Regions from separate parts of the Mus musculus genome. Here regions 1, 2, 3, 4, 5 and 6 are each linked to region 7. The links are chromatin contacts, called in public HiChIP or PLAC-seq and Micro-C maps. All regions are on one chromosome and are shown on one strand. The core of a region is the stretch at or near the end of the contact, and the rest is flanking DNA. Distances in the headings are between cores, read along the strand shown. Region 1 holds the start of Myh10 (myosin, heavy polypeptide 10, non-muscle). Region 2 holds the start of Stx8 (syntaxin 8). Region 3 overlaps Stx8 (syntaxin 8). Region 4 overlaps Stx8 (syntaxin 8). Region 5 holds the start of Usp43 (ubiquitin specific peptidase 43). Region 6 overlaps Stx8 (syntaxin 8). Region 7 holds the start of Ntn1 (netrin 1).

Region 1 (3,669 bases), core at 1,035-3,534, 310 kb after region 7:
CAATAGAAAAAAAGCAGTTTTCTACCTATTAATCCATGATGTCACTATTTTTATACAGTAACTCACCCAGTCAACATATTCATTCAATAAGTGAATCCTTCCAGGATACAGCTATAGCTTCCTTTTAGAGAGGAGATAATTTGTCAAATATTAATATACAGTATATAGAGTTTGTAGGTATAGTGGCAGAGCTGCATTCAGAGCCTGATTCTAAACCCTATGTTCCCTTTGTTCTGGTGAGGGCTAGAATTGGAGAAGCCTGTGGGGGCATGGATGGCGGGAGACTGGGGGTTGGGGTGGGGCTACGTGTGAAGATGAGGGAGAAGAAGGAAGCAAAGAGGCAGATCAAGGGAACTTAGGAAGAACTCTTAAGTGGCGGGCTGAAGCATGGGTGGGCAGGAGAGAGACTTGGAGCCTGTTACTCTTTTAATTCTCCTCCCATCCAGGCAGACATGTATGGACATTTTACTCTGCAGATCCTGTTTGATCCCAGAAGAAAAGTGGGACCAGGCCCGATGGGTACTTGGATGGGAGATAACTGGCGGATGAAAACCTGGAAGAGACCCCAGAGCTAGAAATGCGCTTGGGGACAGTTTGCTATTGAGTTCTCATCAAGACAAATGTCCGTGTGAGTTTTAGTTCTGGTGAACTTCTTGTTCTCTCTCTCTAATGGTCCCCTGAGTTTGTTGTAAAATTATGAGGTTTCAAATTATGAGAAACCACGGATCTGATGGCTTATTTGAGCCGTTTGTATGGATGCTCTGAGCATGGAATATAGCATTTAGAAATGACTTCATTGGGTAACAAAGCTTAGAGTCATGCCTTTGAGATGGCTGAGTCTTTTCTAAATCCGGAAACGTTTATAAGAGGGCTATCATTGACACGTTATACTAACTTATACTTCCTCGGTAGACTTCACAAGGATAGAACTCTTCATGTAGTGCCAAAGTCACAAGACACCTGGAAGGGGGCAGCCACCCTAGTGGGCATGTGGGGTTGGAGACCAGATGCACCTGGACAAAGGACAAAGAATTCTCACTTCCCCCGGAAGGGCTCTGCATTCAGCTGCCTTGGAGATTTCTCTGAATTCCACCAACCCTTTCTTATCACTTCCTGCCTTGTTTTCATTTTTTTTCTCACTTTAAAAAAAAAAATCAGTCTAGAAGTTTCTCAGGCATTTACAAAGTATCCATTAAAACACACACATATATACAATACTAAATACATAAAATCCTGAGGCAGTTTTAAAATAAAGTATTTTATATTTATCTTTTTATAAGAACAATAATCCATTTGGCTCTTGTGATTTTTTTACTTTATTATATTTATACATGTATAATTAAGAGTTGACTAGATTCTGCAGACATTTCATTACATTTTTTTTTTAACTTCAATTTTCCAGTTTCCTTATTTTGGAAGCCCACTCCCACCTGAGGTCCATGAACCTTTCTAAGGCACTTGAACCACTGGTTCTTTAGCCCTAGGGGCTATGACAACAGCACAGGAATCCTGCAAGCCCTACCCAGTTCCTCTTCCATAGAGAGCTGGAATGAATGAGTGAGTGAACAAATGAAGTCGCTCTCTGGTCTTCTCTGCCAGGCCCGTTTGCTTCTCGTATTTTTGGAATCTCAGCCCTGCCTAAGAGGCAGAGCAAGCAAACATCCAACTGCGGCGGGTCACGAGAGGAAGGAAGCATCAGTAAGGGGGGACTCCGGCCGCCACAGGGTTGCAGCCCGGTCAGGACAGAGCTTTAGCGCCCAGCCCGAGAGGCTCCCCTCCCCCACTGCAGGTGAGCCGCAAGCAGCGGCTCCCACCCACTGAAGCTCCAGGGTGACGTCAGGCCTCAGGACCGCGCTCCGGCCCCGCCCCTGCAGGCAGCTCCGGGAGCTGGCGATTCCTCGGCGAAAGCCGGTCCCGCTGAGGGACCCAGTGGCTGCGGCAAGCCTACGGGCCGCAGAACGCTCGAGTGGGTTGCAGCGGCGGCCCGACGCAATAGAGAGACGTGACCAGTGGGAGCTGGTGACTTGTGCTGCGGTACACCTGCCCCACTGTCCACCCAGCCCTGACTAGCGCAGCGCGCACACCCCAACAAGATCGGCGATCTCTGCCTCGCGGGATCGCCAGGCTCCTAGTTTCAGCTGTCCATCTCCCTCCAGAGTCAGCCAATCACCCGCCACTGCCCCGGCCGCACCTCCCGGAGTCTCTGACAGGCGTGAGTAGCAGCCTATGAGATTGGGAGTCTGTGGGTCTAGGTCGGGAGCGGGAGCCAATGAGCATCATTCCAGGTGGGTGGAGGGAGCGGGACTTGGGAAGGTAGCTTCGTTCGGGTTGCTAACGTCTTTCCTGGGAGATGGGCGCGCAAACCGACCAGTGGGTCTGGGGGCGGCAGTGATGGGCGTGGAGATGGCCCAATGAGGGTGGGAGTGGGTGGGGCAGGCGCGAGCAGCAGTGCTAAAGGAGCCCGGCGGAGGCAGCGGTGGGTTTGGAATTGAGACGCTGGATCTGTGGTCGCTGCTGGGGACGTGTGCCGGCGCCACCATCTTCGGCTGAAGGTGAGACGAGCAGTTGCCCGGGTCCGAGTGCGGCGTTCCGGGAGTGGGGACGGTTGAGGGAACAGGAGGGGAGGAACCGGGGCTGGGGAACTGGGCGAGCCTGGAGCACAGAGACGGAGCCCAGGCGGGAGCTGGGAAAGGGAGACTGGGCAGTGGAGAGCGGAGCTTGTGGAGATGACGAGACCCCAGTGTATGGAGATGAAGAGACCCCTGGAGGGGTGGGAAATGGGGTCCTTGAGAATGAGACCTCTTCATGGATCAGGGCCAGGTCATACGTGAGGACGACTCTTGAAAGGGATGAGAATGGAGATCTGGGGATGGGGATGTAGGGACCAACTCCTGGTTGCATTGGATCCCTGGAAGCGTGGGGTTGGGAGGTGAGTGCCCTAATAAGAGGCCGGAGGCGCCCGGCGTGTCTATCTCCTTTTAGGAGAGGACTGAGTCCTGGGATGTGATCTTGGTGCTGGGGGCCCAGGAAGGAAAGGGGACCCTGGGTGGGTTGCACCGTGGGTTAGGTGGAGTTAGATTTCCCCGGGTGCGACTGAAAGGTTCTCCGAAGACTCAGAAGGCGGACCCTGGATCTGTGCGGTTTAGGGACCAGTGGCCTGAAACTGCATGGTCTTGGGAGCATGCGACGGATGAGAGGCTCCAGAGCTGGTCTCGGGAAGGAGGGCTGGAGCTAGACCTCATGCCACGCTCGCTGGGGACCGTGGTGGACCGGGAGGTGGACACCGGGCGAGGCCTGGGCCGTTGGGGAGAACGAGGCGGGAAATGTGGCCCGGGCGCGTTGTAGCGGAGCGGCCGGGGGGAGGGTCAGCCGTCGCCTCTGGATCGCTTTATTGTGTAAGTGATCTGGTAATGGCTCGCCGCAGAATCTCTCCCTAGCCTTCTGTAGTTAGGGTGTCATACTCTGATCCTATAAAATCGAAGTGGATTTGGGTCGGAGGGAAGTTGAAGCTGTGGAGTCCTTGGCGTTGGCGGGGCTTTGTGGGCCTTTGGTGGGCGGATGCGGCCCAGGGACCCGAGAGGCCCCCAGTCAGGCCTCTCTGGGAACTGGGGCCTTAGGAGGTGGCCAGTCGGTGCGTCTGACCTGAACTGGTGAGGTTTGGGTAACGGG
Region 2 (3,937 bases), core at 950-3,449, 420 kb before region 7:
TAGGACATACCACCTGTAACTTCACTGCCACCAGATCTGGCGCCCTCTCCTGGTCTTCACGAGCACCTGCACTTACATGTCCATTCCTCCACCCCATACACATAATTAAAAATAAAACAAGGAGCCCGAGAGTTGGCTCAGCAGTTAAGAACCCTGGCTTCTTTCCCAATGGACCCAGCTTTCATTCCTAGCACTCACATGGGACTCACGTCTGTCTGTAACTCTAGTCCTGGGGGATCTGATGCTCTTTTCCGGCCTCCTTGGGCACTGGTTCACAGATATGCGCTCTGAGCAAAACACCCACGCAGGTTTTTTTGTTTGTTTGTTTTTTTTTTTAAGCAACCCTTTTCCCAAACTTTGATACACTTTAAGATTCTTTCCTTACTGTGTTAGCAAAAATTCAGTTACAGGCTAGAGAGATGCCTCCGTGGTTAAGAGCATGGGCTGTTCCTCCGAAGGACCAGGGTTCAATCTCAGCATCCATATGGCAGGGCAAAATACTAATGCACATAAAGTAAATTACTTAAAAAAAAATCAATCACAGATCTTGTGTGTCTTTGCACTGACCGGCTCACCAGAATATTTTTTTGCAGTTCTCCAGGGATCACTTCTTATCGGTAATATTTGTCCATCTCTACAGACAGTGTTGGCTCAGATACAGAAAACGCTGGCTTTCAATTAAAGCAGCACAGAGCAACGAAGACTCAAGAGTTAATGCCAGGAGCGCTTAAACCTTTATTTACTCTGTAATCGTTCCGCACCGCATCCTTTCAACGGTAAAGCTTTCAGGCACTACATTCGTTTTAAAAAATCAATTTTCCCCCTAAAATTTAACTCCTTGCCTTTTCGCTACACGCCAAACACGACCCCCAATCACAGCATTTCTCTCTCAATATTTACCACGACAGTCACAAATAAAGTGTGAGCACCACAAGAAGGCCCCTCCAGAATTAAAAAGGTTTCTCCCTTAATGTCCTACTTCCCTTCTATCCTGGTCTTAAACCTTTGAGTTCTTACTTTGGGAAAGACCCTTATTCATACTCCTACCGAGTTAGGCTCATTTGGTCTCTGGAGGAGCTTTATCTGAGCTCTTACACCCATGCCAGTTCCTGAGGCTCAGGAATGAGGCCCAGATCTGCCACCATCCTGGGGCGGGTGGTGCCTGGCCACACTCTTGCCGCTATTCCCACTGCCTCTCAGGCGCTACCAGGTCAGCGTCTCACTGTCCCTGAGGCATCAAATCATGGTTGCTCAAGGTCTCACCATTGAAGCCGATCACAGCCTGAAGCTCCAGTTCTGCTACATCCAGCTCGGGTAAAACTTGTTCTTCCATCCTGGAGAGTTTCAGCTCATTGATTCTTCAACTCCAGGGTGCAGCGTCTCCTGGTCGTCATGGTAACTGGCGCACGCATGCGTGCTAGGTTCATGCAGGAGCAGAAACCCAGCCCACTGTGTTTGAGTTGATTTCCCCTCTTGCAAATGTTGGGAGGACTTCCTTAGTATGTATTTTATCCATTCTGGAAATGTAGGTGGTAGGTTGACGCTAAGTGCACAAGGTAAATTTCCTCCTCTCCCGTGTACAGGTCTGTGACTTTTTAAAAACTATACAATTAAGCCCCTCGTGATGATTATTAAAAATAATTGAACACAGAATAATTGAGCACAGAGAATTGCCTATGATGAATAGGTTGCTATAAAAAACATGGCATTGATACTTCTTTTTAAAAGAAAAATTTAAAAAAATCACTAAAAACGTTTTAGTACAGTATGCAACTATTTTTATGTATGTATGTATGTATGTATGTATTCATGCATGTATGGTACATATGTTGCCTGTATGTATATTTCCTGCCTCAGCCATCCAAGTGCTGGAATTCCAGGCTTGAGTTATCACACCCAGCTTGTCTTGCTGTTTTGAATTAAGAAGAAAAATACAGAGAGCCGGGGTTGACGCGTTTCCATTCCCTGGGAAAATGTTTTGATTCTGCTCAACAATTTAACTATTTTTCTTGCGTCCAGCAATTCATGTGAATTAACAAAAATAGATTCTTGCTACCCACTCCCTTAGGGGTGCGCTCTGGGTAGCGGGGACGTCGTTCTGAGGTCAATTAAAACAGGTTTCACTTTGCAAACTCTGGGCTCGGGTCGCGCACTCTCCGAACTGCGGGGAATGAGCCGCACGGGCCGCCGTAGTCAGCTGCTACGAGCAGGAAGTGTCCCAGCTGCGGGCGGAGACTGCACCATGGCCCCGGACCCCTGGTGAGTTGCCGGTGATGGCAGCAGAGTATGGGGATTAACTTGGGGGTGGAACTGGCTTCCAGGGACTGGCAGAGACCCTGCCCATCTTTGAGCTTGAGGCTGGCGGCCTTAGGGATGAAGATCAGCGAGAATCCTCCCCCTGTTGAGGGGACTCAGCCACGTACTGCCTACTCGGTGCTAACTCTGTGGTCCTAGGGTAGGCTATGACCTGGGGGAGCTGGGACTTGAGCAATCGAATATTTGCCCCCCTTTTCTGGGGCTTCTTGCCCATCATGCTTGTGGCTGACTGCATGCATAGACTTCCCCAGGCTCCTGTAAAAGTGAGGTCAAAATAACCTTTTGGTGGGGTATCCCTTCACCCAGTAATCCCCAGAAAGGTTATAAACTGAAGTTCACACTCCATGGTCACCAGTTAGTAGCTAGTTGGGCACGGGTGCTATGGGCTTTTCACAGAAAACTTGTAGGACATTGGGAGGGGAAATTTTGCACTTTTCCTGCATCAGTAGCATGAAGACTTATGTCAGCACGAAGTAGGAAGTGCCTGATAAGGTCCATTTATTCAGCAAAGAGACCCCAAGGAGAGAATGATGAAAAACATCTTTGTACAAGGAACAAATTGCTATAAAGTCCTGACCTTCCTGATGAATAATTTATAACACTGCATTCCTATAAAGTTTGTGTTGGAGAATATGCCTTATGGTGGTGTTTCCGGTACAATTTGTAGTTGTTTGATGGCAGATAAATTTGAATATTAAGAGAGTGGATCCCAAGGTCAGAATTAGAGTTATCTGGGATCTAGGCTATTTGGGCCAGTTGCTGAATTGTTTGTTGTTGGTTTGTTTTTCAGTGTCTCGGGGAGCCCAAGTTGATCTTGAATCCCTGACCCTTTTGCTTCAGTCTCCAAAATGGTGGCTCTGCTACCAAGCCCAGCCAAGTGCTGAATTTTGTCCTAAAGTTTTAACTATTGTATACACCCCTGGTAGAAAATTGAGAGACTGCTGAGTATCTGAAGGGAGTAAAAAGCACCCCTATCCCTCGGAAGCAATCAGTGCTCACCTTTTTTTCCAATGCATTTATTGTTTGGATCTATATCCTGCTTGTATTTTACAAAGCAGGGAGGGAGCATTTCTCCATGTCCTTAAAAGGTAGTCTTAAAAACATGATTTTTAATGTGTATCAGTGCATCATCTGAGTGTACATAACTTATTTCAAATTTTAGCCCGGTTGTAGAACGATTGTTTAGCACACGCAAGACACCCTGGGTTTGGTCCCCAGCAAGACCAGAAAGCTTTCAGCTGGCAAACGAGAAAGCCGCTGAGTCAAACAGTTAAGACTAACAGTAAAAGAGTTGAAATGCTTCAGTGTCTTGGGTAAAATTCTCCCGTAAGTCTGATCTCATTAGACCCCCGTGCCACGCTGTGCAGAGAATTGACTTCTGCTCATCTGTCCTGCTTGCACTATACCTTCCTCCCAGGACCACCGCGTGGCAGAACGTGCCAGGCATGCTTTCTTCTTTCATCTTTGCTTATGCCATGTGCCTTCCACAGTGCTTAGACTCGGCTCCTCCTTCCCATAGGGAAATCTGCTTTAGTCTTGTTTAGAGTCGGCCCAAATTGTCCTCTTGTGGCCCAGCCCGTACGAGTGCCTCTCTCATCAGTCATCTCTCCTTTCCCCAGCT
Region 3 (3,492 bases), core at 264-2,763, 390 kb before region 7:
CAGGGGGGATATAAGAAAGCATTCTGTTGGGAAGTGATTGGAAGCAGCAGCCTGGGCTTTCCAAAGGCTTTCCAGGTTAAGCAGCAGCAACAAAATGCACAATGGTAAAAAATGTGAAGTTGGCCTTTATTATATTGTTGAAAATAACTGAGCGGGGCATGTTGCTTAGTGTCAGGGTTCCTGCTGATTGCTCACTAGGTATTAACCCTTTATCTGCCCTGCAGCAATGTTTATTAACATAATGTGAAATTGGAGCTGGTGAGGTGGCTCAGAGATTGAGAGCACTGGCTGCTCTTTCAAAGAATCTGGGTTCAACTCTAAGCACCCACATGGCAGCTCACAACTGTTTGTAACTACAGTTCAAGAAGATATGATGTCCTCTTCTGACCTCTATAGGCACTAGGCTCACAGTTTACAGATATACATGTAGGCAACACACACACACACACACACACACACACACACACACACATGAAATATGTGGGCATAAACCTAATAAAAACTTCACACGGAATACCATGAAACATCATGTAGAGGAACCAAGGAAAACCCAGCGATTGGAACGCCCAGCGTGGTTAAGATGTCTGCTTCCTTTAGACGGGGTTGTAGATCCAGAACTAACCCACTTACAGTTCCCTTATGAATTTTGGCTTCTGTGTGGTCAGTTGATAATCTGGCTTCTACCACAGTTTCTATGACCGACAGTGTGAAGAGCCAAGCAGTACCAAGGCAGCATTGACAAGAAGACACAGCAGTGCAGCAGCTGGGCTAAGGCTGCATTGTGGTGTTGCACAAGGAGAGGCAAGTGAACCAGGAGACAGAATAGGGTGTTTAGGACCAGTCCCACACTCATGTCGTCACCCGACTGGTCACAGAGGTGGCATAACAGGTGTAGCATTAGATCAACTGATGTCCACACAGGGAAGAAAGGAGTCTCGAAGCCTCCGTTTCCACCGATCCAAAGGGACCTGTGGACCTAAACATGAAAGGTCACATGAACATTTAGTAGAAATCCCAAGGTCTTCACAATTGTGGTACAGGCAAAGATTTTTTAGGCCATCCAAGTCACTAAACACAAAGGAAATAAACACATGAAGAAATGGACTCCATCAAAATCTGTCTTCCAAAGACTACAAACAGTAAAGACAAACTAGAGTGGAGATCAGTATGTTCTGGGTATTCATCTGATATGGAAAATATTTCAACCATAAATAAAGAGCCTGAAGGCAGACGACATTAGAAAGACAACAGCAGAGGATTTAACCCTGGACTTCACAAAGGAGATGGTGTGTGATGATTGTATACAAAGGTGTTGGCTTTAGTCAGTTATCAGAAAAGTCAGACTGTAACCAGGATGCTACACCGCCATACCTACCAGAGCAGCTCGGCTACCTTGCCGGGCAAACCGGATGTTTCTGGGATTTGCTGGAATTCTCATATACTACTGGTGAGATTGCATAAGTACAGTCTCTTTAGAAGCTGCACACCCACTCAAATGGAACTGTTCCACAGACTCAGAAAGAATGTTTATAGCAGGGCTGTTCTTAAAAGTTCCCGTTGGAAAGAGCCCAGGGAACTCTGTAGACTAATAGTATATTCAGACATTGATATTACACAGCCAATACAGATGAACAGTCTACAGGTGCACAGCACACTGTGGATGGCTCGCACAAACATGCTGAGTGACATAAGCCAGACACTGGAGTTACACATGTATGCTGCCATTCCTATAGAGGTGAAATTTATAGTGTTATGAATCATGAAAGTAAGTGGTTCCTTTTGGAAGAGGAAGTGAACAGAATGGAACAGCCGGGCTTCTGGGCCAGAGAGACTGCTCATCGAGTAAGAGCGCTTGCCATGCAAGCCTGATGACCCAAGACTGATCCTCAGAACCCAGGTAAAAAGCCAGATGTGGTCTTGCACATCTGTAATCTCAAGGCTCAAGTCCAGCGGGACGGGAGGTGGGGATGGGAGAATCTCCTGGAGGCTTGCAGGCCTCTGAGAAGTGAGAGATCCTGCTCTAACAAGATGGAGGGAGAACTGACTGCTGGGCGCTGTGCTCCGATCCACATGCAGGTCAGTGTGTACTGCCCCACATACTCTCACTCAGTCCTTAGAGGATTTGGATGCGACTGGTTTTGCCCTGGTAGCCGCTAACTGAGGATCTTCACTGCAGTATCTTTGACTTGTGTACTGTGCCCTTTCATTTTACATGTTCTGCTTGAATTAAATGTGTGTATAAACACACACACACACAGATTCATGTATATACCCTTAACTCACATGTAAGCAGAAAAGCTGTGTCCTGAGCAGACCACAAGGTGGGGACATAAGTCAGCAGAAGAGAAAACACCCAACTTCTTGGCCAGGTTTTGACTCATGGGCGCTTTCCTTCCCTGAGAGCAAGGAGAGAACGTGGAAATTAATTGTGCTTTTTCCTAAATGCTAGGAAAGAATTCCTGCTGCCGTTCAGTTCTCTCTTTAGCCTTTCCCCTGTCTGTGGATTGCAGACCTGTCTGTCTCTTTCATGTCTCCCTTCATGGGCTCCAGACTCTCCCCAGCCTGGTCTGCTTGCTGCTGCTGCTGCTTCTTCTTCTTCTTCTTCTTCTTCTTCTTCTTCTTCTTCTTCTTCTTCTTCTTCTCCTTCTCCTTCTCCTTCTCCTTCTCCTTCTCCTTCTCCTTCTCCTTCTCCTTCTCCTTCTCCTTCTCCTTCTCCTTCTCCTTCTCCTTCTCCTTCTCCTTCTCCTTCTCCTTCTCCTTCTCCTTCTCCTCCTCCTCCTCCTCCTCCTCCTCCTCCTCCTCCTCCTCCTCCTCCTCCTCCTCCTCCTCCTCTCTCTCTCCCCCCCCCTTTCTTTTCCTTTCCTTTTAAAAAACTTAGGTATTTTTTTCATCCATTGTTTTTCCCCTTGGGAAAATTGGCACACACCCACTTTTTCTACTCCTCCTTTTCCCACTCATTTTCCTTTCTTCCTTTTCTCCGTGTTCCTCTTTGACCTCTTTCCAAAGTCTCAAGTAGCCCAGGTTGGTCTTAACAACCACAGATAACCATGAATCCCTCACCCACCTGCCTCTTCCTCCCAAGCCCTGGGTTACCCATGCATGTTGCTGGGTTACAAGTGTGTTGCTGGGTTACCCATGTGTGTTGCCAGGCCTGGTTCTTTTACTCTGCTCTTGGCTTTAAAATCAAAGAGATGTTTTCAATGTGTCTTTCTAATAGTTTCCACATAGGTTGCCACTTAACTTTTTAAAATGTGCTTTTTTAGCTGATATGCCAAACTTCAGATTTTGCATGTTAATGGGATACCATGTCATATTTTATAGTTCTTTGTTTCCTGTCATCTTTTCTCTCTTTCCTTCCCTCCCTCCTTGCAGGGAAATGACTTTCCTTTCCTTTTTATTTTGGGGGCAGTTGAGTGGGGCTCTCACTGTACAGCCCAACTGAGCTGGATCCTGTGATCCTCCTGCCTCTACCTCAGCAGTCCTGAGATTAGA
Region 4 (3,463 bases), core at 234-2,733, 340 kb before region 7:
TCCCCGAGTATATTGTTACAAAGCACACCAGCTCAGCTGCTACCCGGAACCTCCCGTGTCCCATCTCACCACTGGCGGTGGGTGAAGCATGCTGCCCAGTCATTCTTCTCCGGGTGGCTCTGGCTCCTGCTCAGGACCTTTCCACCACAAAGCGCATGCTGCTCTCTGGAAACTGAGAAATTCCCTGGCTTTGTACTGCTGCCAAAAGCCTGTTGCTTCCCTCATCATTAACCACTCCATATCTATCCCTTTCTCGCTTGGTGGACAGTAACCCACACAGCGCTCCCATGACAAGGAAAACAGTAGTTTGCTTCCCCTCCTACAAGCCTTGAAAAAATGGATCCCATGGGCGGAATCTCTTCTTGCTGTTCAGCTTTCCTTTGCATTCATGGTTTCAACTGTTGTCCAGGTGGCAGTGCCAGAAATGTGTGGGGAAAACGCTCATGAGATCATCTCACCAACCCTGCCGCTAGACTCCAACAGCAAGTCATGGCGTTGCTAAGTTGGCTTCTAATGAATGGTCAGTCAGCAAATATTTAGTGAGAATCTATTATGTGGCCAACTCTCTTCTGGGCTTGGTGACACCAAGAATGGAGGGTAAGATTGTCCCTGACCCTGAGCAGCTATTCTTCTTTCTTATGCTAAATGGCTGTAGTTCAAATATCCTGTATTAGAACACAATGGGAAAGAAGTGCTGGATCAGGGATCGAGATAAATAGCAGCATATTTAAACTATCATCATTCTTTAAAAAGTCGGCCAGGGTGTTTGAAAAGTGTTCTGTTAAAAAAAAAAGAAGATAAAGTACAACCTTTTGAAAATTTTAATATCTCAAATTTATGCAAAGTCAAACATATTACAGGCTTTTCAAATTCACACCTTATACATCAGTTTCCTTCAACAAGCAATTATGCCTCAGCTCCTTGCATAGCACTTCTGTGTTCTTGGCCTTGTGGGTCATTACCATGCTCCACATTCTGAAGGACACCCAGCACATGTCCTTTTGTGAGATCCAGGACCGTCTAGCTACAAATGGTGTGACAAGCTGCACCTCTTCATTTGTTTTTACAAAACAAACTCTGCGGCACTGACGTGAAATATCATGTCTTTCCTTTCTCACTCTCAGTGGGAGAAGGGGGAAGAGAAGTTCCTTCGTCATTCTCTTTGTGGATTTTGGCTTTCTTTGGGAAGTGCCAATACGCATTCATTTTTTATGTTGTTCAGGAAAGCTGTAAGCCGTCTTCTAAGCCACAAAGCAAACTCAGTCCCGAAGGGTTCTCCAAGTGCAGGTCAGAAAGGTGGGACGCTTTGTTTTTCTAGGCAGAGAGAGCATGTATAATACACTTGCAACCTGCTTAGCTTCCCGGGCCCTCTACGTGAGCCAGCTTCTCTGCTAAGGAACCCCACATCAATCTGTCACTGGTGGTCAGCGGAGCAGCGAAGAGCCAGTGTTCTGTGAACCGACGTTGGAATGACTTGCCTCCCAGCCGGTGATCAATCTGTGCTGGACAGCAACGTGTTTGCCTCTACAAACGAGCTGGGCCCCTCTGCCACATATCTCTGCCAACTTTTGAAAGAAAGAGTCTGTTTCAGTTCTTTTGGGGGTAAAGACAAAAGACCCGTCTCTCTTTACACAACCAGCTATTGAACTGTCCACACAAAGATTCACAGCCAGTATCCTACAAAAAATTGTTTTGAGAAGCCAGGAAGTTATCAAAAAGCCATGGGGGGGGTGGGGGGGGTATAGGTAGTATGAATATGCACACATACCTAACAGAGTAAACATCTGTTTTTCTTCAGCAAAGATGATGTGCTCATGATGCTAGATGCTCCGTTCCTGGGAAGTTCTTAGGTAAATATAGAAAGACTCTGATTCTGGAGTTCAGAGTTCAGGATGCTAGTTGACTTCTCTCTGCTCCAGTTGAAGGCAGTGCTGTGAAAATATAGTCATCTTTGCCTGAGGCTTATCATGATCATTGTGGGCCACAGAGCGAAGGGCCCATGCTGCTGAGTGACTCACGTTTCTACCAAGTCATTGCTACAGGGAGCACTGACTGGCGCTCTCGCCAGCTGCCAACACTGAAGGTTTTTCTTGTAGTTCACTGTGGCAGAGTGGGGCTTGGATAACCCAGCAAGCATGGTCAGTAGCCAGACTTGGATTTGGTAGAAGTGGGAAGTAACAGAGGTAGGCAGACAGAAAGTAGATGACTAGGGAGAACTTCCTGTGCCCAGTAAGCCATGGTACCTGCAGGGTAGGGGTGAATCCAGGCCAACAGAAGTAGATGATAGCAAAGTGGAAAACTTGGAAGTTCCCAAAGAAAAGTGTGTGTTTGGTGGAGAGTTAGAAACCACAGCTGTTGGTTAACCAGATGGCCCGCTGGGTAAACAGATTGCTCGGTTGTCATTTAGTAGAACAATATAAAGAACATAGATGTTTTTGTCTTTTATGGTAGATAAGTTCCTTGTTTCTCCTTAGAGAGCACAACTCTCTAGACCCAGGGAGGAACCAGTAGAGAGGACACAGATGAGTCTGGAAGAAGGAAGTTATTTGGGCCTTACACTGCTACTCAGCTGGGCCCCTGTGACCGTGGAAGGTTCATAGATGAACCTAATGGACCCTTCCAAAAGCAAACTTTGTGAACCCAGAGGAGACTAAACTCTGTGGCCACATTTGACGATCCCTTGGGATGGGAACTGTGTGTGATCCTTTCTTTTTAATGCTCTCTACTTACACAAAGTAGGAGATGATTTCTGATGGACGAGTAATTTGATGTTTGATTCCATTCTGGCACAGAGAAAAGAACTCAAAGCTCTAAGCTGCTTCAGTAACTAAGTTAATGAGTTAGCCCCAAACACAGATAGTCTCAACTCAAGAATTCTGATGTTGCCCTCTTAAGTGTGATATACAACCTTCTAGTCTTCAAGCCTCTCTCTGAGGGTGGTGTGCAAGGACATACTACAGAAGGCTTATTATCTTCTTTAACATTAATGGCCACCCCTGCTCGGATATTTTCAGGCACCCAAGTAATTCTTTCTAGTCCCAATTAGCTCTTTTTAAAAATAACATTTTAAATTTATTCTTCAAAAATGTTAACACCAGGCATGGTGACATATGCCTTAATCCTAAGCACTTGGAAGTCAGAGGCAGGTAGATCTCTGAGTTCTAAGCCAGCCTGGTCTATGCAATGAGTTCCAGGACAACCAGGGCTACATAGTGAGAGCCTGTCTCACAAGCAAACAAGTAAAAGGAAGAATGATTTCATGCATATGCACAATGTACCCCTTCTGTCTTCCCTTTCCAAGCCCCCAGACACCTCCAACACATTCTCTTAAAAAGACAAGAGACCTCATGGAGGAGGCCCATAAGTTCGACTTTTGTCGGCCACACCTACAAAGGAAAACAAAAGTACTTTCCCTCCTTCTGAAGCCATCGGCTGCTCCTAGTTCCTCAGCTTGAGGTGGGGT
Region 5 (3,506 bases), core at 460-2,959, 460 kb before region 7:
GATCATATCTGAACAGCAAATGTGGCCCAAAAGTGATAATAAAGACATCTGTGTGACTACTGTGCTCCTTCAGGGTCAGAGGTCAGAGAGGAAGGCAGTTGTTAGCATCCTTGCAGATAACGGGACAAAGACTGCTTTCTCAGGCTGAAACTTAAGAACCATGTATGTTTGCAGAATGAACACCGACAGTCATATTCACCCTCAATAACAATCACTAGTCCGTGGGGGTGCTTCAGCTTTCTGCCCAGAGCTGCGGTTTTGCAGCAGGATGCAAACCCTATGCATCAATTATCTGGAACACTTTCATCATCCGACTGGGACTCCACATTTGTACTTTAACGCCTTCTCATGACCCCGAAGCATTCCCAGCAAGGGGACTGTAATCTTACAGATAACAAATGCCACTTCCTGCTCACATACTGTCAGGACTTAGTATGAATTAAATTAAAGGATACCATTCTACTATAGCACTCTTAACGACTCCCTCTCCCTACTTTTGAGAATACCTGACCCACGGGTTCTCAGCACCCACTGGACTTAAATAATCCAAAGCCACTGCGTCCAAGGTCATACACGATCTGAAGACCTTCACCTGCCTTCAAAACGCTTCACTTTCAGGCCTCTGCCCTTTCTACTTATTGATCACTCTACCTGGATTATTCCTAGATCCGTTCCTTCTCGGCTTTCTGTTCCTCACGCTTCTATCTCCTCCTTCCCAAAGCTTGGCCTTCAAGGACCTGCTTCCCATGCTGCATCCTTCTAGATCCTAAGCTCTAACTCACCCTGGCCGGCAAGTCCCACTCCAACAACTGCTTTTAACCACAAAACTGCTGGACACACTTAAGGCTGCCAGCTTTCTCCACCCCAGCCCAAAATACCAGGAAGAAACTAATTTCTAAAGAAAGCATTTGCAAATGATAATGTAACATGTCACCTCGAAACAAAGGCGGTAACCCAAGGCTGGGCTGGTTAAGTAGTGTCTACCGAAGACCTACCCCCTACTCCCCGCCCAAGAACCAGGCTTGGCTGATGGTTCACACGCTTTTCAAGAGCCGAAACCAGAAGGGTCGGAGGAGTCTGCGGGCGGCTGGCGCTGCCTACCTTGAACTCTGCGGAAAGTTGGGGCGTGTATTCGCGCGTCCAGAGCGCGCGCACCAGCGCCGCCAGCTGCTCGGTGACCTCGGCGCGGCCCGGCGCCGCCCGGTAGCGCCCCAGCGCTAGGAACTCGGCCAGCAGGTCGGTGTTGCTGAGACACTGCACCACCGCGTTCATGAAACAGGTGTTGCCATGGTTCTTCAAGCCCTGAGCGCCGGGCGGACGCGCCCCGTCACCCGAAGATATCTGGGGTTGGGATCCCGGAGGACGATCTGGCCCTGGACTCCCGGCAGAGGCTGGTGCCGGGCCCGGGGCGCAGGCAAAGCCCCCTTCTCCATCGCCATCGTAGGGACTGGGCTGGGCCGGGGGCCGGGGCGGCGAGTCCCCCGAGCGGGAGCGGCTGCCCAGAGCTAGCAGGAAGCGGTTAAGCAGGCGGCGAAGGGAACGGCGGCGGCGGGGCCGGGGCGCGGGCGGCCCCTCTCCCAGTGCGTTCCCCACGCCCGGATCCATGCTGGCCACGCACGGTGGTCCGGGAGCGCAGCCCCCGAGACCCCAGGCGGGCCGGCAGCTTCCCGGTCCTCACCGCCTCCCGGAGGCGCCGGGCGCCGGCTACCTGAGAGCCAGGTGTGCGGACACCGGGCGAGGGCGGAGCCAGGGGCGGGGCCGCCACGCCACGCCCCACGCGGGAATCCGGCCCTAGGGCAGCGCCCGCCGCCGGGCTCCCGCCCCCGCGGCTGGAGCTGGGAATGCACTCCCTCTGAGCCCGCCTAGTGGACTTCCCCGCCCTTCCTTCCCGCCTTGGAACAGGCCTTTCACCTCGGCTCGCCTTCCCCGCCCATCCCTAAACAGCGTAGCTAACCCGGGGATGGAACCTTCTGAAGCGCCCAGCGAAGCAAAGCCCTGGCTCTGGCTAAGTTTCTGGTCGTGGAAGCCAGATGAAGACTAAGAAAATTGACCGGCGAGCGGTGCCCCTGTTCGTGCCCAGGTGTCCCGAGAGGCGCGCGCTGGCAGCTGTGCAGGTGGGGAGCCCAGGCTCAGGTGCATGCGGTCAGGTGGCGCCACCTCCTTTGCAGCCTTTGCCTACACCGGTCACCCCAGGACCTGAACTGGGAGTGGGAATGCTAGTGGGTTGGGAGTTTGTTTTCTTTTTCTTGCTGTTTTGTTTTGTTTTTTTAAATAACACAATAGGTTACATTCATTTTCCTTAAACTTGGGAGACTTGAACGTCCTGGTTTTCATTGGTGAAGGGAGCTCAGCGAGGTTGAGGCTGTGAAAAGAGAGGAACCGGAATTCGACCCTCCCTGGGTGCACTGCAGAGTTCAGGCTCTTTACAACCCCAGTATTTGCTTGGCAGGAAGTTTTCCGGTTCTCAGGCGCGCCCCCTACTCGGTTGCTGCTTCGCTCCTCCACGCTAAAGCCTGGCTGTATCCTTACCCAATCAGAATTAGTTTGGCCTCGCCCCGCCCTTAATTCCCTGGGTAACCCTGGAGGCCTCTGCTCCTTTTATGCCTTAACTGTCAGGTTTATAATTAATCAGGCAAGGTCTTGCAAAATGAATTTCTCATCAGTTTGTAGCTCAAAAAGAGATCAGCAGCTTTCTGGAGTCAGACTTACATCAGAACCCAAAAATGTGACTTGCTATTTAATAATAAGTGCTCATCATTTATTAAGTATCCCTCCTCGATCTTCACATAGAATTGCAGCAGTTACCTGGTGCCAAAAAGTTGCATAAGTTAAGGATAAAGAAGAAACTGTAATGTGGAGACTTGAAGTGTAAAAAGCCACCATTTACCTTCCTGGGAAAGACATCCACCTAGTTGATAAATTTATAAGGTTCATTTCATGACCCGGATGTACTGAAGGTGCCGTGGTCATAGCAGACTCTGATAAATCATCTCCGGTATTTCACCTTTGAGATCATGTCAAGATCCCCAGCAGGGAGTTTTCATTTGGTAACAGTTTCGGGAGCGGCTGTTGCTTTTGTTTTGCTAGGAGGTTGTTGGTAAGAAGGAGGGAGTCCATCACACTTATGTTGCTCAGGTTTGTCTGGAACTCTCATTCTCAACCTTAGCCTCCTGAGTGCTGGAATCCTGGGTGTGTGTCTCACGACTCACAATAAATGTCTGAGCAGAAATCTATTCTTACTTGGCAAAGTCGAAAACTGGAGCTAGAGTTGGTTTATGAGCTTGCTGTAAAGGCTAATTTTTGATTGTCGATTCGATCAAATTAAGAATCACCTGATGACCCTGTCTCGAAAAACCAAAAAATCCAAAAAAAAAAAAAAAAAAAAAAAGAATCACCTGGTTGGGGGTGGGGGAACTGGAGCGATGGCTCAGCAGTTAGGTTAAACTGCTCTTCCAGAGGTCCAGAGTTCAAGTCCCAGCAACCACATGGTGGCTCACAACCATCTA
Region 6 (3,404 bases), core at 276-2,775, 370 kb before region 7:
AGTTTGAAGGGCAGAAGTTCAGTTTGGGTCTCCAGGGGCTCAGATCAAGGTGTCAGCTGGCTGCTTTCCTTTCTGGAGGTCCAAGGGCAGAATCTGTCCCATTGCCTTGTGCGGCTTCTAGAAGATCCCCATTTCCTTGACTCATAGCTCCGTCTTCAACGCCAGCAACTGCATCTCTTTAACCCTCTGTCATGGCTCCCTCTGACAGGCTGGGCAACCTCTGTTTCTCAGAGCTAATAGAATTGTATTGGGTCCACCTAGATTCCGCAGCCTCATCTCCTATCATACGCCTTCATCTTCACCACATCTGCAAGGTTGCCTTCTCCATGGAAAGTAGCATAGCTGCAGGTTCCAAGGATTAAAACCTGGACAGCTTGGATGTGTTGGTGTGTGTGTGTGTGTGTGTATGTGTCTGAGTGTATATGTATGCACATGCATGTGCATGTACATGCTTTCCTTTTTCCACGGTGATCCAGTCTTAAAATCTACACCGCTGTAAAGTTGAAGAACGACTCAGGGTCTGGTATGTTGCAAGCATCCCATTGTGACACAGCACCACGGCCTTCAGCCTTGGCCCGTGTGACAGAATGCGGTGGATTATGGAGAATGAGCTGTTACAATGTCCCACCTCTGCTGTTTGTAAGTCGATCGTCTGCAGTGAGTCCTGGCTTATTTTTGTTGGAAGCAGCCTTTTATTTTGATTATTACTAAATGGTGAAACCATTGCCTCTTAGAAATGTCTGTTTATAGCTCAGAGGAGCTTGGGTGATTGACATGATCATTTTGAGCTGCCCAGCAGCTTTGGCGTCTGGACTGTGGGATGACAGTTGATTATCCCAGAGTTACACAGTGAGGAGGTGCTCTAGTTGATGGCAATCACAGGACTAGGGGAGTTTCTCCTCTCCTTCCTGATATGCACTAGGGAGAACTTTAGGAGACGACGAACTTGGGAGAAAAGGTGAGCGTAGCTATTTTTTACTAACAATTTGTATTCCGACTGAATGAAAAACAGTGTCAGCACTTCAGTGTCTTTTCCTAGCTGACAGCCTTAGAGGCAGTTGCTTTCCGCTTTCATCCATTTTCCCATCATTTCACAGGGCACTGACCCTCAGTCCACCTATGGATTACTCCTTGGGTGCCTTTGGACTTTTGCTGTAGCATAGACGTCCCTCTGCAGTGCGAGTTTGATGATAGATTTATCTTGGAGGCCATCCAGGAGGCTGCTACTAAGGACCAAGAGGACCTCATTATAAAGTGATTTTGCTGTAAAATTGTGCCTTAGAGTGCTCCCTGGACACAGCAGGCTGTTTATAGCCTTTAAAAAGTACGCTGTGTCAAAAAGTGTCACCAAGAGGTCCTTGCCTCACACCTTAAGTTTAAATAAATTCCAGGCGAATCAAAGAGCTAAGTATAGTGATTTAATTCTGTAAAAAAGAGTGATACAAAACTGTAAGTAGATGCTGGCGAGCTCCGAGCGAGACTCTGTGCTTCTGCTTCCCTAGATAAGCCATTGCGTGACGCAGTCATTTCACAAATGCAAACGTGGAGCTGCATTTTAGTTCCTGTCAGTGACGCTGCTTCTTAGTGTGCCAGGGTAAACCCTCATGATAAAGCACCTCACTGGTGCTCGCTTTTCAGGCACCGAGGGAGGGGGGTGTAGGGAGGAGCCCCTGATCTGGGGTCCACTGAGCTTCAGAGGAACAGGTCTCGGATTAAGCTTTGAATACTGAAGGAGGCTGTAAGAGGAAGAGTAGGAGCTGGGTGTGTGGTGCAGTGGGAGAGCCTGTGCTTTGCATGAACCAACCTGGCTTCCTTTTTCAGGACCTGGACTCCAAAACAGAAACAGGCATCGCCTTCTTCCTGAGGGAGAGACACACACAAGGGAGAAGGCTGGGGCCAGGAAGTGTCTTAGTTACATTTTCTGTAGCTGTGATAAAAGCAACTTACCATGGCAAAAGCAACTGAAGAGAGAAGGGGTTTGCTCCACTTCACAGTTGGAGGGAAACTCCTGTGGCGCCTGAAGCACCTGGCTTCACCGTACTCACGGTGCTCACGGTGCTCACGGTGCTCACAGTGCTCACAGTGCTCACGGCCTCACCGTGCTCACCGCCTCACGGTGCTCACCATGCTCAGAGCCTCACGGCGCTCATGGCCTCATATTGCTCAGGGCCTCACGGTGCTCATGCCTCGTGGTGCTCATGCCTCATGGCCAAGGATCGTCCCTTCTTACACAGTCTGCGACCCAGGCCCACGTTAAGGGTGAGAGCCTCCAACTTTGCGTAAACTAAGCAAGGTAATCTTGTCTAGGCCTGACAGAGGCTTGTCTTCTAGATGATTCTAGAAGAATCTATGAGGTTGATAATCAGTTTTAAGCATTACACCTTATGCAGAGGAAAAAGAGCCAAGGGCTCCAGAAAAAGTTTCAGAGTAGTCAAAAGATACACCGAGAGGCAGTAAGTTGATTTCCAGCACAAGGGACATGTATTAGGGAAGAGTCTTGTAGAAGCATTATTGCTTAGCTGCATATGTTCTTATATATGTTTCCTAGACCTAGTAAGAGTGGGTAGATTGAAGTCTCAAAGATTTCTGTCAAGGCCTTGAGCTTATTTCCCATATACCACATAGTGCTCAGGAGCTTCAGGCCCCTCCCACTTCAGGTAGCCTTGTGCCAGAGAGAACCAACTTTATAAGATATCCTCTGACTCCAACACGTGTGTGCCTGTGTGCATGCGTGCCCAGTTACTATTGATTTATACATGTTCTGTTTGTATTATATACTAGAGGGTTAACTGTCACTGTAGCCAAATTTAATAAAATTTCTGTTTCATATTTGAGCAATGAATTTATCAGGAAATCATTTCAGTCTGTGGTGTTAAGTATTTAAATTGTTGTTCTAGTAACGCCACCAGTGCCACTCTTGTTATATGTTGGATAGTGTCAGTTGCCTGGAGAGATCTCCCTCTGCATGTGTGTATGTATATGTGTGTGTGTGTGTGTGTGTGTGTGTGTGTGTGTATACATATTTATATTAACTTGAAAGTGTTTTCCTTTGATTTTTAGTCAGTTGTTTTTCCTTTTCTTTCAGAACAGGACGCGGGTCTTGATGCCCTTTCCTCTATCATAAGTCGCCAAAAACAAATGGGCCAGGAAATTGGGAACGAACTGGATGAACAGAATGGTAAGACTGAGTGTGAGCTCCATCACATGTTCACTCCATCAGTTTCCATTATGCGGCACGGAGGGTCTGCAGTCAGTAGGCTACAGTGGTTTATTGCGCCTGTGGTGGTTTGTGGACAGTTTACATTGCAGTTTTCTTTTCTTTTTTTTTTTAATTTTTTATTATTATTAGGTATTTTCCTCATTTACATTTCCATTGCTATCCCAAAAGTCCCCTATACCCTCTC
Region 7 (3,788 bases), core at 1,163-3,662:
TCCTTTGTAACCTGTAGATAGTAATTAATTGAAATCACATCACTCTCCTCTTGATAACACGAACACGCTGTTCAAACGGGGGGGGGGGAGGAGAGAAAAAAAATCAAACCATAAAAAGAGAATTGGAGGGTGCACGAGTGACATTTGCTTGGTACCCAACTGGTTCCAAGCTGCAAGGAGCTCTCTGCCTTCTCCCAAGGGATTCCTGGTTGTGGCTCTGGAACGTCCCCGGTCCCCAACCGCGCGCCCAGCTGCAGCCTTAGGAAAGGGGGATGGGGCGGAGGTGAACCCCAGGCACTAAGCAAACTGCGAGGAAGGCAGTGAATGTGTTTCCGTTTGGATCTGGGATTAGAAAGACCTGTCGGCAAATTTTCTCCAAACCACTCCCTCCACCCCCTGACCTCCCGGGCCACTTCTCCAGCCGCCTCTTGGTTTCGAAGTGGGTGAAAGGATGCAACACCGGGTGTCGGCAGAGCGGGCAGATGGCTCTGATCTCACCCCTCCCAGGTCCCATACGTCTCGGAACGCACGTCCCGAAGCAACTGTAAGGTCTCCGAAACCCACTATCCCGCGATGCTCGGACTCCTGGCTCCGTCGCTCGGGAGAACCCGCCGCTGCAAGGTCCAGGAGCTCCCCCCGCCCCACCGCGTCTCCACCCACCGCCCGCGGCGCCACGGCGCCCCACTCACCCACGCACTCGTTGGCCTCGCGGGCCGTGGCGCGCTGCCAGGGCCGGTCGTAGTGGAAGGGCTTGCAACGGTCGCATTCAGGGCCGGCCGTGTTGTGCCTACAGTCACACACCAGACTGTCGTCTCGGTCGCGCACGCAACGCGCCGCGTGGCCGTTGCACTTGCAGCGGCCGCCAACCTGCAGGTCAGACACTGCATAGTAATAGGAGTCGCGCGCCAGCTCCGAGTCGTCTTCGTTCTCGTCGCCGAACGTGTGCAGGCGGCTGAAAGCCACGCGGATGTCGGTGGCCGTGACCCAGTCCTGCAGCACCGGCGAGTTGTCGAAGTCGTGCGCCGAGGGCCGCCCGTCCAGCGTGCTGAAAGCGATCAGCCCGCCAGAGAGCGGGCGCATGTCGGTGTGCGAGTCGGTGCACACGGCCTCCTGCTCGTTCTGTTTGGTGATAGGCGCGCGGTGCGGCCGGTTGTACATTTTGCGGCACTGCGTGGAATAGAACTGGAAGGGCACCCACGTGCGCCCGTAGTCCATGGACTTGTAGATGGCCATGGACTCTGGCCGCGGCGAGCAGAATTGCAGGCTCACATAGGTCACCTCAAACTTCTTGCCGAGCGACAGAGTGAGCGTCACGTTGTGCGGGAACTGCAGGTAGTTCTCGGACTGCCAGCACGTCAGGTTGTGCGGGTTATTGAGGTCGGTGAGGAAGGCGGGCGGGTGCGCTTTCTTGGGATCCGAAGAGTTGCAGAGGTGACAGGAGCGCAGCCGCTCTTCACCACGCTCGCTCACCACGCAGTAGCGCGCCGGGGGCCGGCCGCAGGTGCTGGACACGCGCACGTCCTTGCCGAAGGCCGCGTTGACAAAGTCCGGGATGCAGCGGCGCGGGTGTCCATTCTCATCCGAGCAAGGATCAGGCTGCGCCGCCTGGCCGGCGAACATGCTAAGCCCGGGCCCGCCGCGCACCGCGCCCACCAGGCACGCCACCGCCGCCAGCGCCGCCAGCGCCTCCCACACAGCGCGCATCATGCTGTGGCCAGCTTGCCCCGGCCCCGCCGCGCCAAGGAGTCGGTTCGCCCGCCGCACCAGGCGCCTGCGGAGAGAGGGGAGCCGCGCTCAGCCAGCCAGCAGCCAGCCCGCCCCGCGCCCAACAGCCCTCGGTGGAGTGGCGGGCAAGTGCCCCGCTCCCCGGGGTACCAACCCCGAGACTGCCCACTTCCCTCCCCCAAAGTCCGGGGGACCCCGAGCGCAGGGGCTTCCAAACCTGAACCGCCCGCGCCCCTTCCTCCCGGCTTCCCCAGCCTCCCGGCCAACCGAAGAGCAAGCCCGCGCCCATCTGCCCATCCGCAGCTATGCCCATTCTCCTTGCTCCCTTAAGCCTCAGGCGCAGCAGGGCTCCAGATCCCCCAACCACGCACGGGCTCAGCGTCCTTTTCTCTTGCCACCTGGGGTCCTTCCTTTATAAATGCCCCCTCCCCAATCGCGTCCCCGCTGGGGATTCCGCGTAGGAGACTTTACCTCTAAGTGATGGCAAAAGAGAAAGAAAAGTTTGCCTGGCCCAAGCCGGGGAGCCCGCGCGCCGGACTGCAGAGAGCCTCTCGCTGGCGGCTAGCAAGAGCGTCCTGTCTCAACGCGGGCTTGCCAGCTCCATGCCCGGCGCGGCCGCCGCTGCCCCAGCCCCGGCCCCGGCCGCCACCGCCGCCGCCTCTTCCTCCCGAGTGACGACGCGGCCGCCGACTCCCGCCGCGGTCCGAGTGCTGCCCTGCCCGCCCGGGGCGCACACACACACACACACTCACGCTCGCTGGCGCGCACTCACACACGCACGCACGCCCCCGAAGGCTCTGCCGCCGCCCGCCGCTGCCGCTGCCGCTGCCGCCGCCGCCACCACTCGCGCTAGGAGTGGGGGGCGGAGGGGAGCGCGGAGGCGGGGCCGCCGGGCGGGGCGCCGGCCAGTAACGTCGGCAAGCAGCCGCCCGCTCACGAGCAAAGTTTTAACCCCGGGAAGAAGAAAGTTAAAGCCAACGGGCCCGGGATGCTCCAGAGGGCGAGAGCGAGCGGGTGGGAACCTGGGAGCCGGAGAAAGAACAGCAGAGACAAAGAGAAAGCAAGAGGAGCGCCCGGGGAAACCCCGGAGAGGGGGCAGGGCCGGCGCGCACCCTGTGGGGGTGGGGTGGGGGCGAGAACGGCTTTCTCCCTCCCGGTCCCAGCCAAACACATCTGTGTTTGTTTTCTTTTCTTCGCAGAGGTCCAGCCTTCCTCCAACCCAGACTGGTGGCCCCGGTGGCACTACGCTCAGGGCCTTGCCCCTATGGGCACTCGGCCCCAGAGGCGTGAGGAAGGGGAACTGGAAAGGGATGTGAACTTTCTGCCCCTAGGCTCTAGGGGATGGGGTGGGGGGCAACAAGAGGCAGCGCCTAAACCTCACAGAGTTGTCACTGCCAATTTTCTTTTAGGCCTGGAAGCTGTGGTGATTCGAGGCTAAAGGCCAAGAAGCTCGGACGCACCTGGATAGTGGCCTACTCAGGTCTATCCTGAACTTCAGAGATGGGGCCAGTTCAGTTCTCCCAGGGTCCCCTGAAGCTGACTTGGCAGCTCCTAGATCCTTTTTTTTTTTTAATATCCCTAGGGAGATTCCCACAATAGCTTTGCATAGTACCAATTGACTCTACTCTTCAACTAAGGGTGTGGAGGCTTCAGAGGCTAGGGATAACTTTCCCAAATTTCTGGCTACTTATATGTGTGTGTGTGTGTGTGTGTGTGTGTGTGTGTGTGTGTGTGTGTATGTATGTGTGTGTATATATATATAATTTGGATACAGTAATCTGGGCTCCTGGCCTGAGGCAGTGGTGTTCTCCTGTGGGTGGTGTGCTTTTGCCACTTCAGCTACTCTGGAGGCCGAAGGCTTGAGAGCTATCTTAAGCCCAGGAGTTCAAGGCCAGCATGGGGAACATACCCCATCTCAAAGAAACATGAGCTCTCTCACCACGTTTGTCTAATGGATAACCTCGCGCAATTACAGTCTCCTGGGGTGTCCTCGGGCCACCCAGCCTCTGGCCTGGTTCTCTGTTGCCTTAACAAAAGGACTGTGAACAAGAATGGTAACCTTT

What was found. Hi-C and Micro-C count contacts between places; a contact is called where the count stands out from the background. HiChIP or PLAC-seq counts read pairs in DNA pulled down with a chosen protein or histone mark.
Region 1: a contact with region 7 is called in a Micro-C map of embryonic stem cells, with 2.3 times the contacts expected there. The contact joins the promoter of Myh10 here to the promoter of Ntn1 in region 7. A contact is called at or near these places in 1 of 39 promoter capture datasets (neural stem cells), 3 of 484 Hi-C or Micro-C datasets (cardiomyocytes and embryonic stem cells) and 1 of 115 datasets of contacts at active chromatin or transcription factors (embryonic stem cells).
Region 2: a contact with region 7 is called in an H3K4me3 HiChIP or PLAC-seq map of forebrain, with 5 times the contacts expected there. The contact joins the promoter of Stx8 here to the promoter of Ntn1 in region 7. A contact is called at or near these places in 15 of 39 promoter capture datasets (the 3T3-L1 cell line, the C10 cell line, the HPC-7 cell line and 12 more), 1 of 15 datasets of contacts at CTCF or cohesin (the NIH/3T3 cell line), 2 of 484 Hi-C or Micro-C datasets (bone marrow-derived macrophages and embryonic stem cells), 20 of 115 datasets of contacts at active chromatin or transcription factors (the 230-238 cell line, bone marrow-derived macrophages, cardiomyocytes and 14 more) and 3 of 9 other capture datasets (adipose tissue, liver and macrophages).
Region 3: an H3K4me3 HiChIP or PLAC-seq map of embryonic forebrain shows a contact between it and region 7, with 11 times the contacts expected there. The contact joins the enhancer-like site here to the promoter of Ntn1 in region 7. A contact is called at or near these places in 13 of 39 promoter capture datasets (the 3T3-L1 cell line, the C10 cell line, the HPC-7 cell line and 10 more), 8 of 484 Hi-C or Micro-C datasets (Kupffer cells, bladder smooth muscle, cumulus cells and 5 more), 33 of 115 datasets of contacts at active chromatin or transcription factors (bone marrow-derived dendritic cells, bone marrow-derived macrophages, cardiomyocytes and 21 more) and 4 of 9 other capture datasets (adipose tissue, liver, macrophages and 1 more).
Region 4: an H3K27ac HiChIP or PLAC-seq map of stem cell-derived neural progenitor cells shows a contact between it and region 7, with 6 times the contacts expected there. The contact joins the enhancer-like site here to the promoter of Ntn1 in region 7. A contact is called at or near these places in 14 of 39 promoter capture datasets (the C10 cell line, the HPC-7 cell line, HPC-7-derived erythroid cells and 9 more), 1 of 484 Hi-C or Micro-C datasets (nephron progenitors), 17 of 115 datasets of contacts at active chromatin or transcription factors (SST interneurons, cardiomyocytes, craniofacial prominence and 12 more) and 3 of 9 other capture datasets (adipose tissue, macrophages and pancreatic islet).
Region 5: a contact with region 7 is called in an HNF4G HiChIP or PLAC-seq map of pancreatic cancer cells. The contact joins the promoter of Usp43 here to the promoter of Ntn1 in region 7. A contact is called at or near these places in 11 of 39 promoter capture datasets (the C10 cell line, HPC-7-derived erythroid cells, cranial neural crest and 6 more), 5 of 484 Hi-C or Micro-C datasets (embryonic stem cells and nephron progenitors), 14 of 115 datasets of contacts at active chromatin or transcription factors (embryonic basal ganglia, embryonic forebrain, embryonic midbrain and 6 more) and 3 of 9 other capture datasets (adipose tissue, liver and macrophages).
Region 6: a contact with region 7 is called in an H3K27ac HiChIP or PLAC-seq map of heart atrium, with 20 times the contacts expected there. The contact joins the enhancer-like site here to the promoter of Ntn1 in region 7. A contact is called at or near these places in 11 of 39 promoter capture datasets (the C10 cell line, the HPC-7 cell line, cranial neural crest and 8 more), 1 of 15 datasets of contacts at CTCF or cohesin (the NIH/3T3 cell line), 2 of 484 Hi-C or Micro-C datasets (bone marrow-derived macrophages and embryonic fibroblasts), 22 of 115 datasets of contacts at active chromatin or transcription factors (SST interneurons, bone marrow-derived macrophages, cardiomyocytes and 15 more) and 4 of 9 other capture datasets (adipose tissue, liver, macrophages and 1 more).

Annotation. Positions count from the first base shown.
Region 1 is chr11:68,689,631-68,693,299 of GRCm38.p6, forward strand. It overlaps Myh10 (myosin, heavy polypeptide 10, non-muscle), which reads left to right and starts at 2,285. Exons shown (of 41, transcript NM_175260.2): 1 at 2,285-2,552.
Region 2 is chr11:67,964,259-67,968,195 of GRCm38.p6, forward strand. It overlaps Stx8 (syntaxin 8), which reads left to right and starts at 2,200. Exons shown (of 8, transcript NM_018768.3): 1 at 2,200-2,259. The coding sequence starts at 2,243. It overlaps Cfap52 (cilia and flagella associated protein 52), which reads right to left and starts at 1,384. Exons shown (of 14, transcript NM_027963.2): 1 at 1,264-1,384. The coding sequence starts at 1,333.
Region 3 is chr11:67,997,503-68,000,994 of GRCm38.p6, forward strand. The region is part of intron 4 of Stx8 (syntaxin 8); the gene reads left to right. Among named protein-coding and RNA genes, the nearest start is that of Stx8, 33 kb to the left of the region's middle. Within about 2 kb of position 1,514, at least 4 of the 459 cell types and tissues checked have an H3K27ac peak or open chromatin away from gene starts, as enhancers often do.
Region 4 is chr11:68,049,473-68,052,935 of GRCm38.p6, forward strand. All of the region lies in intron 6 of Stx8 (syntaxin 8), which reads left to right. Among named protein-coding and RNA genes, the nearest start is that of Stx8, 85 kb to the left of the region's middle. Within about 2 kb of position 1,484, at least 25 of the 459 cell types and tissues checked have an H3K27ac peak or open chromatin away from gene starts, as enhancers often do. A contact at or near this core is called in adipose tissue, neural progenitor cells and stem cell-derived neural progenitor cells, where this site is marked.
Region 5 is chr11:67,920,444-67,923,949 of GRCm38.p6, forward strand. Usp43 (ubiquitin specific peptidase 43) reads right to left here and starts at 1,710. Exons shown (of 15, transcript NM_173754.4): 1 at 1,102-1,710. The coding sequence starts at 1,605.
Region 6 is chr11:68,017,821-68,021,224 of GRCm38.p6, forward strand. Stx8 (syntaxin 8) reads left to right here. Exons shown (of 8, transcript NM_018768.3): 6 at 3,086-3,178. Among named protein-coding and RNA genes, the nearest start is that of Stx8, 53 kb to the left of the region's middle. Within about 2 kb of position 1,526, at least 23 of the 459 cell types and tissues checked have an H3K27ac peak or open chromatin away from gene starts, as enhancers often do. A contact at or near this core is called in heart atrium, where this site is marked.
Region 7 is chr11:68,384,414-68,388,201 of GRCm38.p6, forward strand. It overlaps Ntn1 (netrin 1), which reads right to left and starts at 2,413. Exons shown (of 7, transcript NM_008744.2): 1 at 2,197-2,413; 2 at 690-1,771. The coding sequence starts at 1,707.